Linked DNA regions of Bombyx mori: region 1 is linked to region 2. The links are chromatin contacts, called in public Hi-C maps. All regions are on one chromosome and are shown on one strand. The core of a region is the stretch at or near the end of the contact, and the rest is flanking DNA. Distances in the headings are between cores, read along the strand shown.

What was found. Hi-C and Micro-C count contacts between places; a contact is called where the count stands out from the background.
Region 1: a contact with region 2 is called in a Hi-C map of middle silk gland, with 2.8 times the contacts expected there. The contact joins two enhancer-like sites. A contact is called at or near these places in 2 of 7 Hi-C or Micro-C datasets (middle silk gland and midgut).

What each region holds. Positions count from the first base shown.
Region 1 is chr2:400,572-403,271 of ASM3026992v2, reverse strand. LOC101742339 (ATP-dependent zinc metalloprotease YME1L) reads right to left here. Exons shown (of 14, transcript XM_021347216.3): 13 at 1,913-2,013; 14 at 1,090-1,542. The coding sequence ends at 1,139. It overlaps LOC101742200 (zinc finger protein 791), which reads left to right. Exons shown (of 2, transcript XM_004924950.5): 2 at 1-726. Among protein-coding and RNA genes, the nearest start is that of LOC101742200, 5.3 kb to the left of the region's middle. Within about 2 kb of position 1,296, at least 5 of the 8 cell types and tissues checked have open chromatin away from gene starts, as enhancers often do.
Region 2 is chr2:268,992-271,691 of ASM3026992v2, reverse strand. It overlaps LOC101746894 (protein daughterless), which reads left to right. Exons shown (of 14, transcript XM_062672427.1): 12 at 555-644. Among protein-coding and RNA genes, the nearest start is that of LOC101742491, 22 kb to the right of the region's middle. Within about 2 kb of position 1,386, at least 4 of the 8 cell types and tissues checked have open chromatin away from gene starts, as enhancers often do.

The DNA.
Region 1 (2,700 bases), core at 47-2,546, 130 kb before region 2:
TCAGTATAGTTACAACGGCTGCCCCACCCTTCAAACCGAAACGCATTACTGCTTCACGGCAGAAATAGGCAGGGCGGTGGTACCTACCCGCGCGGACTCACAACAGGTCCTACCACCAGTAAGTGACGTACCACCAGTGATAATTGAAAAAAAAAAAAAAAAAAAAAAGAGAATGTGTTTTACCTTATGCCCGGCAGAGGGGGGGGGAGTCTCATCTGGGATGCAACTTCCGTAGACACTTTTGCTCCCAGTCATCTAAGTCGCCCAACTCGAAAGCGAAAAAACTCGAGCTCAACAACAAAGCCAGAACTGATATTTTTTTTGCACGCAGTACGCGCCGTGTGCGACTAAAGACAGCAATAGTTTAGAGTGAGAGCGCATGATCGCTGCCGCCATTTTAGATTCGTTTCTCTATTGGCGCGGTTTATATAAAGAAGTGTTATTACAATCAGCGAATAAGCAGTCCGGCATCTGTTCATATATCTACGTAACGATATCATTGAACGTGTCGCGGACTGAGGACAACACCTTTGGCTTGTATACCAACCAGGATACAAACATGGTTTTGCTTCATTTGGACCTGCTACTAAACCTCTGTTCACTGTTCACCTGTGACGTCACAACTTGTCCCAATGAATTTATTTTATAAAACAATGTATAAATCAGACATATTGTATATAGTTCACTTGTTATTTAAAATAAGTGCAATTAAATTTATGAAATATTTTCTTGCTTTTTATTTTTAAATACATATATGTAAAGATATATATATCTTTACATGTTAGTGCCGTATCATGAGATCAGTGTGCTTAGTGCGAGTTTTTTAACGTTTTCGATAGCGTAAAAGTTAGCTCATATTTGTATGGAATGGGATCGTTTGCCTACGTTTGCCGCTAGGGGCGCTGTTCCAACTGCATACAAAATTAGGCTAACTTTTACGCTATCGAGAACGTTAAAAAACTCGTACTCAACACACTGTAATTCACAGATAGCTGTGAGAGAGAGAGAGAGAGAGATGTACAGCTGCGGGAGAGAGTTATGCAATGCTTGGCACCGACGGGAACTGATCGAAAAATAATGAAACTGAAATAATTTTAAAGAGCTTTATTATTACGAACGATTACGATCGGGGACAGGTCTAGGCGGGAGCGGGCTGCGGGGTCAACAGGGGAGGCGCGGGGTTGGGGGAAGGGGAAGGAGACGGGTCCTTGGTCTTCGAGCCGCGTTCCAGTTTGGTCTTCTCTCCGTTCATGAGGGCCCGGATGTCGTCCGCGTCGAGGGTCTCGTAGCGCAGCAGCGCGGCGGCGAGGGCGCGGTGCTCGCGCGCGTGCGCCCGCAGGATGTGCTTGGCGCGGTCCAGACTGTCGCTGAGCAGTTTGCGCACCTCGCTGTCGGCCAGGTCGGCCAGCGCGGGCCCGGGCGCCGGCTGCGCGGGGGCCGCCGGCGGGTCCAGCGCCCGCGGGCCCACGCGCTCCGACATGCCCCACTCCCGCACCATGTGCCGCGCCAGCGACGTCGCCTGCTTCAGGTCCGACGCCGCCCCTGTGCGTCCGGGGGCAGTAAGTAACCACTTCGCAATAAGCAACTACATTTTTATAAAAGCTTTAAAAGGAATAAAGGGCCGGTACTTGTCCGAATCGCCAGCCCGCCGCCCTCGTCCGCCACTGTATAAATGCCACCACTCATCCTGAGACATGGGGTCAAAGTTTCAACTGTATGGTGCACCAGCTGCCCCACCATTCAAACCGAAACATATGACCCTTCTCGACAGCAGCACGGGGCGTGGGGTGTTACCGACCACAGATAATTATTATTATTTAATTATTACATATTAATCATTCTGATTTAGCCTGGAAAGGATCCGCCTATCAGTCGGTTCCAGCGGGCGGCCGCGCGGGCACGAGTGACCAACCTGAGGTGATCTTCTCCGGTCCAAAGATGAGTTCTTCCGCCGCCCGCCCCCCCATCATGGTGTCCATCATCGCTAGGAGCTGCTGCTTCGTCTCGTGGTACCTGCCGGCAAGTGCAGTACGCGTTAGCGGATATTGGGGCGGCCCGCGTCGCGCTGAGTGGACGTCAGCCCACCAACAGTCTGTACAGCGCTGGTCGTTACCACACCAGGATGGCGCGTTATGCATGTGCGCTGCTTGCTGATTAGACAAGGGACGACAGTACTTTTTTTTTGACGTGACAACATCATATAATTCGATGGAGCCGGCTGCACGCAGGAAAAGACATGACTCATGCGGCGTTTCCTCGCTCTGAGGCGTTCCATTTAAGGCTTGAAGTGCAAGCGAGAGCGCGCAACGAGCGACAAAGAGGCACAATCGGCCTCCGCGTTCGGCCGCGGTCGACATCTGTCTCTCTCCTACTTGAGTGAGCGATGCATGTGCGTGGACAGCTGCTATACAATCATACATTTACATGTTTACGTCAAGTATGAAGTTCAGTGAAAAGTGAATGCGGTGTCAATTGTTTATAGCAAAGATAATTATTATTGCGATAATTGAAAAATGAAACCATTCCATCAGTATTTTCTTATGACGTTGACACGTTCAACTATCGTCAGTAAACCGACTTTACAGACAACCGATTTTCTTTATAATGGAAAGGTTACTGGTGGCCCGGATGCCTGTCCAGTTTCACCAGGACAGGTGGAAGAGCAAATGCTCACAGCCAGGAGGGGTGGGATTTGCTAAC
Region 2 (2,700 bases), core at 137-2,636:
CATACAAAATAGTGACTAATATTTCTGTCGATGGGACGCCCTTCAGCTGGGCCAATACCATTGAATCGTAACTTCGACCTAATGTTTCAAGCAGTACGGTTCAATTTGCGGCGTGGCCCGAGACGTGTGTCGCTAATGAATGTTGATTGTCGATTGATTGTCGATGTGTAATTTGAGTTGACGGTTGGCAGCGCAATGGCAGGACCTGGTACGATACCGATGACAGTAGGCGTCGGTGGCCACTTATCATCCGGTCGGCCCTCATCAAGTCTGCCATCGTAAGGAGAATTAATATTTAAGATTTTTAAAAACGACTTCAGAACATCTGGATTTATAATGTCGGATGAGATGCGTCGGCTCCCCCCGGGGTGGGGGCCGTGGTGGGACGTCAAACAAAACTTCCCTTGACCAGCTTTGATTAGTTTCGGTTTAGTAGTTATAGAGTTTTAATGAGTTAGATGTTTTGAAGTCGTTTATAAAATGAATAAACTAATACAATAAGTTTTCACTAAAACTGTTAAGATGTTAACATATGATTTAACCCGCTGTGGCAGCTGCTCGTCCGCCGACGAGGACGACGTGGACCCCGACACCAAGGCGGCCCGCGAGAGGGAGCGCCGCCAGGCCAACAATGTCAGGGAGAGGTCCGTACTGGTACCGGGGGGACCGGGGGCGGGGTTGGGGGGCTGCGCGGTCGAGCAGGGGGGCGAGGTTGGGTCGCAATAACGGGGCTAGTGATGAAGTTGAAATGAGCCCGATAATAGTAGAGTTTTTGTTCAAAATAATGGAACACAGTTTATATTGAAATTCCCTAGTTTTTAGAGTGTTCATGTCAATGATTTATTTGTACGTATAATTTCATTAACATCCATTGTAAAGCCGTTGTCATTTCTAAAAGAGCGAGGTTTGATTATTTACAAACTGTTCCACCGCGCCGAGCTCCCCACACTCGTGCGCTCACAAACCTCATATATCTGGACGGAGGCGAATAAACCAATATTTGAGGTTTGGAGGCGTACTAACTGCGTACTAACAAGTGTACTCCTACATTTCAGCCGGTAACTTCACCAGCCCTAGGGGTCTCGGGTCGGATGGAGGTCGCGCCTGTACAGGGTGTCCCCACTTGGAACAAAATATTTAATTGTTACAAATATTAATCTACATATTTGAAACTATAGGTGTTTGAAAAAGCGAGAATATCTATTGGAAACTATTATGTAGTTTAAATAATACATCGCCATAATTGAAAGCAAATATTGTAAATTGATTTATTATACATACGCACAAAACATCCGAGCCGAGGCCTGCAATAATCCCGCGGGTCGCAGTGTGTTAACTAAGGTCCTAGGCGCTAGGAGCTAGATCTTAGGTCTATCAGGTCTGCTCTAAGAAGGGTCATCGTGCTCCCTTGCGGGGGCACGGAGCGGGCCTTGAGGCAAAACCCATTGCCCGGACATGAACTCCCTGCCACAAAAGGCAGGGGTGAGATAGGAGGAGGGCTGTTCGCAGCGTGCTATCGGTCGCAATGAACATCTATATATACTTAGACATAACACATTGGCTTGAGTCTGGTCAGGAGTGTGCGCCGGGCTGTCGTCTGCTTGATTTTTTGTTTCCTACAAACTAAATTAACTAATAATCTACAACTACTTAAAGCTAACTATATATATACATCAAGCAAATAACAGCTAGCGAACCGGATAGGGCCCGCCACCGGCCCTATGCCGCGGTCCCCCTTTTACAAGTTAGAGGGGGGCCACTGCACAATTGATGGCGCTCACCCGCTCTGGGCTCCCCATAAGGTGAAGACCAAAGCGGGGAAGGACCGACTTTTAAAAACTCCCCAAAAGCGGGAGTGGTCCGCCCACGGGGGTGGTGCAATGGGTCCCCATAGGGGGAGGTCTGCTCAAGAGTGTGGTTTGTAGTTTTTAAGCTTTCCACTGGCGCAGTAGTGAACGGTGGGGGAGGGGGGGGGGCGTGTACGTGACTCTTCTATTGATGTGTATTGCGCTCTTCGAAGTAAGTTTACGCACGATCAGCGAATTATCGGCCGGTTCAGAAGTTCAGAGATAGTAATGAGTGGAGCTCGGAACTATCGCAGCCGTGGTAATGTTCCTGCGTCGCCCCCGCGCGGCACCCGCACGAGCGTTCCGTCTCATTTTCCGATTCAGTCTATTCCGGTAAGCCGGAAATATTAAAAAAATAGACACGGCCGACAAACATGGCCGAAAAATTCAAATACCCAACTAATTGCATTATTGAGAGTTCTAATTGAATTAAAATTTTAGGATTCAAATTGTGAGATTTTTTTTGCACTCAAACTGCCGGCCCATCTTTTCGTCCAATTACTTGTCGAAATTATGGTTTCAAAATAGTCCTCCACTGTTTCGTTGCTTTCTTCTTGTGCTTCAATGTGTCTGCCCCCTGTCCCCTCTCCTCTCGTGCTGCCCTCTTGTTCGGAAATCTCTAACCGTCCTCTGCGTGCTACGCCGTGACGTCACGAACGTTCAATTTCGCGGGTAGTTTAATTTGAAAACTCATCTCCTTTGTAATGTCAGCTCGTAAATTTGCAAAGACAAGTTTCCTGATAAATGTAATTGTTTTTTATATTAACTGGTATTGAAGTGATCTTGCGTTCTCCTTGTTACGCCGCTTTAGTCTGAGCTTTCATAAAGTGCAATGAACAGAGAGCGACTTGAT